2 separate regions of the Oryzias latipes genome follow, and region 1 is linked to region 2. A link is a contact called in public Hi-C data. All regions are on one chromosome and are shown on one strand. Each heading gives the region's core, a stretch centred on a gene start, on an enhancer-like site or on the middle of the called end of the contact. The rest is flanking DNA. Distances are from core to core; before and after follow the strand shown. Region 1 holds the start of ssr3 (translocon-associated protein subunit gamma). Region 2 holds the start of ccnl1 (cyclin-L1).

The links. A called contact is a pair of places that touch in the nucleus more often than the background predicts.
Region 1: a contact with region 2 is called in a Hi-C map of embryo, with 3 times the contacts expected there. The contact joins the promoter of ssr3 here to the promoter of ccnl1 in region 2. A contact is called at or near these places in 3 of 5 Hi-C or Micro-C datasets (embryo and fibroblasts).

What each region holds. Positions count from the first base shown.
Region 1 is chr13:24,637,900-24,643,467 of ASM223467v1, reverse strand. It overlaps ssr3 (translocon-associated protein subunit gamma), which reads right to left and starts at 2,818. Exons shown (of 5, transcript XM_023961695.1): 1 at 2,537-2,818; 2 at 1,370-1,496; 3 at 1,077-1,175; 4 at 740-871; 5 at 176-406. The coding sequence starts at 2,669. The coding sequence ends at 340. LOC105355500 (a long non-coding RNA gene) reads left to right here and starts at 2,855. Exons shown (of 3, transcript XR_002291568.1): 1 at 2,855-2,935; 2 at 4,767-4,839; 3 at 5,213-5,568. It overlaps kcnab1 (voltage-gated potassium channel subunit beta-1), which reads left to right. Exons shown (of 14, transcript XM_011482856.3): 14 at 1-85.
Region 2 is chr13:24,445,229-24,451,311 of ASM223467v1, reverse strand. It overlaps ccnl1 (cyclin-L1), which reads left to right and starts at 2,589. Exons shown (of 9, transcript XM_020708428.1): 1 at 2,589-2,906; 2 at 4,031-4,140; 3 at 5,841-5,961. The coding sequence starts at 2,667.

The DNA of each region.
Region 1 (5,568 bases), core at 1,569-4,068, 190 kb before region 2:
CACCCCTTCATTGTGTTGTCTCTGCTAAACAGTAGATTCTCTGTAAATATTTGACATGAATTATAAATAAATGCGCTGCAACTGATGGGCTCGTCTGGTTTTTGGCTGCAACACAAGAAACTCTGCAATTTGATTTAAAAAGAAAAAAAAGAAAAAGGCTCTCAGGCTGGTCAAGTACTTTGGATTTTTTTATTTTACAAAACAAGAACAAAAAAGCTGGACCTGGAGAGGCAGCCTCCAGACATTTGATCACACATTTCAGGAAAATGAAATGTATTTTTTGAACCCCCCCCCCCCCACCCCCCAGCCAGGTCCTTCCGTCATCCACGCCTTTGTCCGTTACTTTGAGCCCGTTGAAAGCAGAGCGATGAGACCTGAGGAGGCGCTGATGGACAGAATGTAGTTGCTGGAGAAAGAAGGAGTTAAGGATAAAAGGCAAACGTTCCTAAACTAGACCGGTGCGGCCTCACAAACTGAACATCTGACCTATAAAAGTAGTGCTTTAAACTATGATGGAAGTTAAACAGGTTTTGTTCTAAAAACAGTCTTATGGTATTAAGGACATGCTTATGTCAGTCTGCAACATCTGAAAAAATAAGATAAATGTAAATTCCATTGGCCAAAATAACTAATTTTATTGACTAATGTGAAATGACCTGTAAACACTTAATAAAGCGAGCACCATCAGTGCCATAGTCTCATGAAAACTTGACATATGCAACATCTCTGAAAAGGATACACAGTGGGGTTGAAGCTCTTCAGCAAGAAGAAGGAAGCGATGATGACGAGCACCAAGAAGAGCGTGTTGTTGTAGAAGATGGAGAAGGTGGTAGCCTCGTAGTCCGCTACCTCGTTCTTCTTCCACAGAATCCTGGTCAGAAGACAGGAAAACACAACGGGAATCACTCCCATGAACACAAAACGTACAGATAGAATAAAGCTCATCCGCCATGGCTGTCCTGCATCTGTAGCAACAAAATAACAGCAAACAACTTGAATTCACTCAGAACTTGATTTCAAACAATAACTTCCAATCCAATTCCTGCGTAAAAACAGCATCACTTAGCGTGGTTCACCTTTCGTCTTTCTCTTTGCGAGACATCTTGCGGTTGTCGGCCTCAGACAACTTCCTGGTAACTTCCTTGGAAACAGCATCTTCACGTTTTTGGGCAACCCTAATAAAACAAAAACATTTACAGATGTGGGCTCAGAGGTCCTGCAGAGTACTGTGAAGCAGTCGTTCTGGTTAGAAAAACTAATAAATACATTTGGACCCTCGTTTTTTCCCAGTTTCAACTGAAATATAGCTTTTTCTCTTTACTTTAATAAATGAAGAGCTATTTCATTTCTTCTTTTTTTTAATACTTACTTGTGTTTGAGCACAAACTTGACATTTTTGTAGGCAAAAGCAACCAGGTAAGTGCTGACCAGGGTCATCACAGCGTACAAGACTGCAGACTGGACCAGGTCCATGTGCCAGATCCTCCAGAACAGCCCTGGAAGGAACCACACAACACTTACTATGGGCTTCTTCTGAGAAGATCCAGAGAGCAGATGAAGTCCAAGTGAAACAACTTTTAGTTAACATTAAACATTTTAAATGCAGAAAGAAAAACAATAATTTGTTTTGAAAACTTTTATTCAAATCCTATTTCCTCATATTATTACCACTTTTTTTAAGGTTTTAAAAACTTTCTAAAGATCCTAACATTTTTAGATCAATTCAATGTTAGAATAGAATCTTTAGAAACGCATCTCATTACTTGACGTCCAATTGTCAACATCATTAAAAAAATACAAGATATAGTGAATTAAAATACAAAGATAAAGACAAACTATAAACTTTAAAATTTTAGAGCTTAAAAAGACGTCCATGCCAGCAGCTACCTCCAAGTTTGGGACTGGTAACAGAGAGGGCTGTGCCAGATGTCGGCGAGGTTAGTTATAGGTTAATCAAATGTATATTTGTGTAACAAATAATTGAATGCATTTAAATAAACAAACAGATAGCATGTCAAAGTGCTATTTAATCCCATATTTGTGTAGCAGTTTGCAGTTTTGAATCTTAGTCATTACTTTTCCTTTCCAAAAATAGTCTAAGAGAAACTTGTTGGACGTTTTAGAAATTTTGTATAGACTAAAATAAAAATAAATTAAAAAACGAGCAAACATGCGTGCTTTTTCATAGGCATTTGTGGAGCTGAAAAAAAAGCTGCTTCCATAAATAGTATTTATTAGTTTAACTTGTATAAAAACAGAATAGTTTCTAAGTTAATTCTTGTGAGGGGTAAACTATTTCTGAACTGATCTCTGATGGAAATCTCAGTTAGCTAAAGCTAAAATATTATTAGCATAAGTACTACCACTCCCCCTTTTTAATTCAAATTAACATATATCGTGCAAAAACAAATTCACGACTACATTTCTGGCGTTTTGACGGATCTGTCGACGTTTTCATTTAAATCAAAGTCAATCTTTTCTTGTTATTCAGACCCATCTCAGCAGGCTAGCTAGCTAGCTAGCTAGTTGTACTCACAGATGGGGATGGCGGAGACGATGAGAGCGTTTCCGTAAAACAAAGCGGTGGACTTTGCCGACAGGTTCCTGCTGAAGTCCTGGAGAAGCAGGTCCTCCTCTGACTGCTGCTTGGTGCTGCCTTTCGGGGGCATATCTGCGAGATGTACGGTCTGTGAGCTCCTCGGTTTTGTCTGGACACAAGAGGACTGACACGTCGGAAGAAAGAGGAAAGAGGGACGCGTCAGCACAATCCCGGGACTTCATTCACCACTTCCTCTCAGTGTGGCCGCTGCTGCCCCCTGGAGGACGGAGGACCAAAGCGCTGCACTTCTTGCCTCGTGGCACCGTTTCAGCAAACCTCCCACCCAGACGGGGATAAAAATGCAACAAATAATCACTTGCTTCATCACTGCTTAGGGTAAGCCACACCACACAGTTAAAATTTAAATTTTACCTAAAGTATATATAGGAAAAATTCTGTTGGGTTTCACTGACCCACATTTAATCCCGTTTTGTATGTCTAATAAGAGTGTTTAGTGCTAAAATGGGAAATCTCACCCCCCTGACATTTATCTTCCAGAAAACCTCTTGAGATGTCAGGAATTTTTAGTTTCTTAGAAACCTTCCAGTGCCTCATAAACGTTCAGCAGGCCTGAGGTCAGGTGGAGGAAACAAATGACAGAAGATCATCAATCAAACTTCAAAAAGAGAGTTCAGGTTAACTAGGTGTGTTTGGCCGGGGCACAGAGACAGAATTTAAACTGTTGATCACTGTTAAATACCTGAGTGGAAGTTGCAGATTGATTCAGCAAATTTATTCTTTTCTTACTAGAATTAATAATTTAAATGCATTTAATCTGAAGTGCCTTTCTCATTGCCCAAAGTCACCACAGCAGTCCAATAAAACCACAAAAAGCAGTAAATGTTAAAAACACAATAAAATCAGATCAGCCGGCATGAAAAAAAACAAAGAATCAGTGAGAAAAGTGAGTGTTTAACCTGGATTTGAAATGGGGAGTGTCTATATTGCAGAGGCCATGGAGAGACTGGCCGGGTGGACGGAAAGCAAGGAAGAGGAGGAGCGTAGGGAGCGAGAGGGAATGTAGGTAAAATATGACCAGAGCAACAAAAACGGCGAGCAATGTTGGAGCTATCCAGCCGTACAGTTCTGAGGCATATGTCAGCTCAGACGAGGAAACCAAAGACATACATGGATCTAATCGTCTACAAGTGGATGCTTCAGAATGCAGCGGAGCAGGGAGCTTGTTGTCCGCCCAACGTATTTTCTACGTCACATTTTTTCATCTGCTCCTAATTTACAACTATTTGAATAAAGAAATTCTCAGAAATGCAATTTTAAGCTAAAAATTCTTTTTATATGTCCCCCATCATGAGAAAAATGCGACAAAAACATGTTAAAAAACACCAAAAACACAAATTTTATCAGTGTGGGTCTTCGATCTCAGGTTATAACTGATCGTTGCACTGGACAAGACATTATAAATTACCTGGTAATATCTCACTCAAATGAAATTGTTATTATGAAATATTTTTTATTCAAATCATTTTTAATTGTGAACAAAAAATTCTGATAGAACTGACTGAAACAAAAGTGCAATTAAACAAGTTCTGGCAAATAGAAATTCAGACTTTGTCCACTAGAGGTCAGTATTTGCTGTCTTGTTTGAAGAAAGTCCCCCAGCTCTGAATCACCAGAAATATTTAGTTTGTTTTTAATTAAAGTAAAAAATGTTGCAGCTACAAGAAGTTAGAATCAATTCTTCACTTTTAGTTGTTTATTTCTTTATTTTTTTTACACTATTAAAAGTTCTGGTTCCATAAGCAGCTCATGTGTTAACCCACATGAAAAGCTACATAACTTTCCGGACTGTTGACTCTGTAGGTACAATTTTTAAAAAGGATAGAAAATAAACGTATATTCTATTTTTTGCTATTCTTCCAGACTTTTTTCCTCATAAAATGTGTCACACATCAAGGTGATTAGACCCAGCAGCCACATATGCATGAACGGACAAGTACATTTAAATGTTCTTTTCCTTTCTTCACCTAATCCTTCAAGCCTGTGACACGCCTGCCAGAGGGGATCTACAATGAATACAAAAAAACAAACAAAACAATAAACCTGATGAGAAAAACAAAACAAAAACCAACAACCAGCATTTGTTCTGCTGCTCTAGCTGACCCACTGCTTCACCTCCTGCTGAGCTGGTTTCCTTTTTCCTCTGCAGGAGTAAGCTGCATGCATGCACAGCTGATGGCATGGGTTTTGCGTGCACGTGTGCCACAATGCAAAGCAGAGAGGTGAGTTTGCGTGATGTCCCTGTTTTTTGGGGCAGAGCTTAGGAATTAGCTGTGCACTTCAGGGGTCCATGAGAGAAGCCAAAGAGGAGGGAGCAGAACAACTTTATTCTTGATCACCGCTTACTTCCTCGTGTTTACCTCTTCCCCAGATTTATTTTGTCTGTGAGTGATCTGTCAGACACAACCACACAACAGCACAACATATTCTAACCAGCCCCCCCAAAACATAGAAAACACACACACACACAAACACACACACACACACACACACACACACACACACACACACACACACACAAATAGACAAATCTTCTTCAGGGCAGATAACCCCGCAGTGCTGCTACAGTTTATCTTCTTCTGATTGCACCCTTAGGAGCAGTTACCACAGATCACCTGACAGAGCTGTGAATTCCTTCTGAGTTGCCATTCCTCACCTGCCAGGAATAAGGCTCTGAGAGGCCCAGGCCTCTGTGCTGGATGCTTGCACCTTCAGAAAAAAGCAGTTCATGAACCGGCACACCAGTGGAATAACAACTATAACTTTCAAGTTTTTGTCTATTTAATCGGCTGATTTGGCTTGAACGGCAAACTCCATTACACATACAAAACACTGAGCACAGAAACACTAAGCAGATATGCCTGACTAATCAAATTGAAAGAACCGAAGGATTTTCCACTACTGAGTGCCACTGGTCTACAAAAACAATTTCCGACTGATCTGTGTGGTCA
Region 2 (6,083 bases), core at 1,340-3,839:
GAAAAAAAAAAAATTTAAAAAAAGGAGGGGGGGGGGGTTCCTGTGTGAATAACTAAAGCCTTGTTCGTCACTGGGTGTCCCTAAACACCTCTCTCCTGCGTGGTTATGGTCTTTTTGGAATTCTGCGCTCCCACAGCCCTCCCACACCCTACAATTAGTGTCACCCGGGGCAACTGGAGAAAGAATGCTCAACGTTCTTGTTGTCGTGGTAACTACGTAAGTGAGGGGTGGAGGTGCTGGTTGGAGGTATTGGTTGATGACGAGAACAGTAAGACTTTTTGGCAGAGCATTAGTCAAACGGAGGCCGGTCTGAACGAGTGGGCAGATCATTAAGAGAACTTCTATGAAGTTAAAAAGTTGGATGAACAAATTACCCTTTTGATAAGTTTAAATTTACACAACTATATGTAAACAATACAAATGCTGACCATAGGTTAGATGTGCTTTATTTAAGATTACTGTACACAGTTTTTGTTGATTTCTTGACGTATATAACTTTATAATGTTTTTTTTAATTTGCTTTATTTTTTGATGTATTTTTTAAGATGTTTGCTTTTTTTCATATTACAGTAGAAAATAATGCAGTTTTTTTGTTCATTAAAGACCCACCCAGATGAAAATTGGGTTTTTGGCGTTTTTAAAATGTTCTTGTGCGATATAAGTCTTTAGGTCTAATCTTTCATATCTGAGTACTTCTTTATTGAAATCATTGTGAATCTGGATCAGACGGGGGGAAAAGAATAACGTTTTAATTAATTTAACGTTCTGATTCATCTACTTGCAGACAAATAGACCCTTTTTCTTCATCTGAGCTGGAAACTGGCTCAAAACTGTACAGCTGTATAGCTCTGATATTGCTCTGTATTTTTGTTGTACTGCTCATTTTAGGCTGGGGGTGTGAGGGGCTTTAATCTAGTTGGAGTATATGTATGCAGATAGCTCTTAGTTCTGGGTGACAGGAAGAGGGGCGGGGTTCTTCTGCACCAACGGTTCTGTCTATAATTCAAAGGTAAATATCTAATGAACTCATGCCGCTCTGCAGAAACTATGTCCGAGGAAAACAACACATTTTGGCCAAATAAACGGCATAACCATAATTAAAGAGACAACTAGGAACTCTTTTATGATATCTCATTATACGTTTATGGATAGCTCAGTTGTCTGATTGTAGTACTTGCATGCTTACCAGGGTGTGCAGTGAGCTAAAAATCCAGCGTGGGTCCTTAGACAAGACTCTTTGCGCTGCTTTCCTGTCCCTTGAAAATACAAGCTTGAATCAGGAAGGGCATCTGGTGGAAAACCTTTCTGCCAAACTGTGGCGACCCCTGACGAGAAGTGCCAAAAGAGGAACAACTGTTTATAGTAAAACTTTTGGGGGGGAACAAATGGACTATGTTTCAATAAAAATTCTTGCCTTTATTTACCCTTGGAAAAAAAATCTCTAAATTACTTGATGACCCAAATGAATGGCAAGCTACTTTAAAATTAACTTTTAGGGTACTAAGATAATAAAAAAAACTCTGATACGAAACTAAGAATTATTCCGACATTTATAGATGCTGATAAGCCAAAGAAAAATGAATTTTATTTTTTGGGTGGAGATTTAGTTTAGGCCCAAGGTCAGACGGTTTCTTTTTAAAAAAAAACCTGTAAATCTCCAGCTTCACATTGCTTTACTTCTGGCAGTTTTTCCGGGACGATCCCAAACAGGTGGACTTGTACAGACCTCTGCTCACATTAAAAATGAACAATAAGCTTTGTGCCATGAAGTTGGGGGGAATTAAATGGGATTGTACAATTTGTCAAAACTGACCTTTTTGACACCAAAATGCAAACATTTTTTTTAAAAGAAAAGCGCAATGATTTTTTATTAATTTCATATTTTTTTATTTAAAACTTGATATGTATACTTTTAAAAATATTTTATTTTATCTTTTTTTATTTTATATTTTTATTTATTGTTTTATTTTTATTTTATCAATTGTTTTTAAACAGCGGATGGATATGTTCCAGTGATTGTGGTGAGACGTCCGAACTTTCCTGTAAAACACGTCACAGAAACTGTTCGCGGTGAGTAGTAATTTGCCAGTGTTGCCTTTTAGGAACGTCGGAATTTTTAGTTTTAATTTCTGTTATAAAGAAAAATTTACTAGAATTTTTTAAACAAGAATTTCCAATGTTTAGCTGCATAAATTAAAATACTTTTTTTCATCATTTTACTCTTGAAGCGTGTTTTTAATAGGACAAACCTTTTTTATCATAGATATCTACTTTTACATTTTGTTTTATACAATCAGTATTTTGCTGGTTGTAAGTTTTAAGAGTCCCTAAAATCATAGACGCTTAACGTTTTGTAAAACAAACAAAGAAACAAAAAACAAATAGGCGTTAATATAAAAAAGTACTGTACTGTTTGGTAAATTTGTCAGTAAAATATATAAAATTTAGTATTTAATGTGTTTATCTTTCATTTTTTTAACATTTATATGTTTGAATCGCATCGTTTATGTCTTTATTGTTTAAGTGGCGAAACTATTTTACCACCGCGGATGTGCACATACGCTTTGCGTCTGAACCTTGGGCGGTTGACGTCAGGCGCTTTGTTACGGTCTCCCTCTTCCGCCATCGTTCCGTCGAGGTCGGGCTCAGCCGTGTGTCTGTTGAAAATGGCCGCGGATCCACTCTCTGTTTCTTCTAACGCGTCCACAAACAATGAAGGTATTCTTATAGGTGACAAAGTATATTCGGAAGTGTTTCTTACCATCGACAACTCGCTTGTACCGGATGAAAGACTCGCGACGACACCGTCGATGCTCGATGGCCTCGACCTGAGCACGGAGACCGACCTCCGCATCCTTGGATGCGAACTGATTCAGTCAGCGGGTATCCTTCTTCGGTTACCTCAGGTACAGTATTCAGAGTTGTAATTAACACTTTAACAAGCTGTCTGTGAAAGTTTACGTATTTTTAAATTACATTCGATTTGTACCAGTCATTGAGCGGCCTGGTTAGCTGCAGGTGGCTAATGCTAGCTTCTAGACGTCGGCATGGTGGAGTCAAAATGGCTGCACTCCATTGTAAAGACAAGGCCGGCTTATGTAAGAGCTACCAACAAGTAACACCATCAATTTCTTCTGACAGGTGGCCATGGCAACAGGACAAGTACTTTTCCATCGGTTTTTCTATTCCAAATCCTTCGTGAAACACAGTTTCGAGGTACGTAGCGCGCGAGCTGCTACAAGTGACCAACGTTACAGCTACGTTCGCGGTAGCCATATTGTTTCGTCATCCGTAATTACAGGTTTCTGTTTTTCTAAATCAAAGTGTCATTCGATATAGAAAAAAATATGTTCTTGTTGAAAAATCCCGAGTCACATGATAATACTTGAGCCGTTTTGGGTTAATGGAAATAATGTTGCGTAAGCTTTATAAGCCCAGTGTGAATAATAAGGAAATATTTGTCATCAGTTATTTAGTCAGTGTTGTCAGGACCAACTATGATGCTTTGTTATTTTAGCAACAAGCTGATACAAAGAGAACTTGTGCATAGATACGAGTTGAGAAACCTGATCAGCAGACGCGTCATTCTTTTGTAGTCGCCACAACAGTTTCTAAATACATTTCAAATATGTGTTTGTAAAAGGAGCATAGTAACTCATGGGTAGGAGGGTGCTACACTTTAGCCCCAAATGCCCTTGTTTTGCGTCCTTCAATTCTATCAACTCATGTAGGTGTCAGTTGTGACAAGGATTATCTGACATGTTACCAGTGGCTTTTTGTGATCTTTGTTTACCAGAATTTAGGGTCATCCACAGCACTGGGGGGTTCTTGGTATTCCTTTTACTTAATATTAGATAATTTATTATATTAAAATGGGTAGTTTAATTGCTCTTTGAGTGGATCATCAATATGCAAAAGTGCTCAATAACAGACTAATCCATTTTTAGTTAGCTAGGTTGTATACATGCTATGTTGGTGTTTATGTCCTTTTTTTCAAACTCTTTGGGTTTCTTTTTCTTTCTGTTTTTAGATTGTTGCTATGGCTTCCATTTACCTCGCCTCAAAGATTGAAGAAGCGCCACGGCGAATACGAGACGTCATCAACGTTTTCCACCACCTGCGACAGCTTAGAGGCAAAAAGTAAGTTGTCTTGTTAAATCTGCACTTCTGTGGTTTCGTGTATTTCACATGTTGCATCACTTGTTAAGTATTTTATTCTGCCGATCTTATTTTTTTCTGTGAAAGTGCTGTTTTGCTTATCCATGCACTCTAAACTTTTCAGTTCCAGCTTCACTGGTAGTTTCCAAACTGTTAAACTTTTGTTTTGGCATATGACTGAAACTCCCAGAAAGAAATTTCTATATTCAATTCAATTTGAAGTTAAAGACGAGGCACATGTGCTTTGTGTGTGCCTGATGTCTTTATGACAGTATTGTAGTTCTTGATATTAACTTAGATTCTTTTTTCCCTTGCAACCAACTAACAGCGACCAGCTACATTTACCAAAGCCTGGGTGATGTGGAATGGTACGTAAGATGAAGCAGTCGGCATGACAACCATGAGACGAGGGGGTCTCTGTCGTCCCCCCAGGCCCAACCCACCCCCTCCTGTGGGAGACTCCCGTGGTCTGAGCCACCGCGGGCACTGGGAACGGGGATGACAGGTTGGCCGAAGGTCCTTGGCCCGTGGGGCGCCTTGAGGACTCCTGTGGTTCTTTCTTAAGCTTTGGGTATCTATCTGTCATTCTGCGGACTGTTGGGTAATGTAGATTTCTTCTGACTGCTCCTCACCATGCATTGTAATCGCGCAGTTTGCACACTAGTCCATTCGCTGGCTGTAGTTCATGGCTTTAAAAAGAAATCTGTCATTGTTGGGTTAATCTCTCATTTATCTAATCCTCATTTATTTTATTGTTCTTTTTTATTTTTTTGAGAATTTAGTTTTTATTGAGGATCAGTGCATGCATGCAGTGTTCAGTTCTTATTTTTTGAAGTCTAATTGTGGCCAAGTTTAAACATACTGTGTGTCACTTTAAGTTTTAGGTTGTTTTTGCCGTCCTTATTTTTGTATTTTGTTCCTTAATGTTTTTGAATGTGTTCATTTAATGGCATTAGACACACACATCAGATTTTCTAATGAGCATCGCTTATGCAGAGAATGGCTGATATGATAAGGACGGGGCTTTATTGCTCTTCATGCACACGGACACTTGTTTTTGTTAAGCAACACTAAGCTCTTACATAAATAGAGGTGATGGTTCATGTCAAATTGACTAAAGTCTGAGAATTTCTGTATTTAAAATGGGATTTGTTGTGAATTTCTTAGATTGAACTTTATATTTTAAGTCTGGTAGATATTTATTCAAATGTTTGTACATCTAAGCATTTTTTGTTACAGTTAGAAAACGTTCTGAATGGTTTGTTGATGGTAATGTCTTAAAGGAAGGTAAAACATTGGTTACATAATTTTTATAGCGTTGTTTGTTCTTGTAGACTTTAGTTTGTAACGTAGCACTGACCCATGCTAATTTTTACACTGCATTTAGGTTGTTAGTCATGGGGACAGCTTTTTTCCGGTCCTAGGTTTAACACAGGTTACATTTCTTTTAAAGCTGTGGATCAGGGCGATTGAGATGGGGGCAGTCTACAGATTCCTAAAGCTTTGTTTGAAACCACAGGAGTCCACAATCCCACCACACTGTCAGGCATGCAAACAGTGTACCTAGTTGCTTTGAGTTGGTTGGAAAGGGAACCAAGAGTGCAAGGATCCAAAAAAGCACTTTCTTCTCTTTGTTACAAAAAGACAAAACCCCTTTTTTATTTGAATTCTTTTAAAAATAGGACCCCAAGTCCATTGATACTTGATCAAAACTACATTAATACCAAAAACCAAGTGATCAAAGCGGAGCGACGGGTCCTTAAGGAGCTGGGCTTCTGTGTTCATGTCAAGCATCCACATAAGGTGAGCCAAAGCCACACTTTTACTTATAGCCTCATTTTAACCCATGCTAAGGCAGCTGCTCAGGACCATTTGTCATCATTCAGTTCTTAATAAATACACTTCTCTGCAAAGGGCTTTCTACT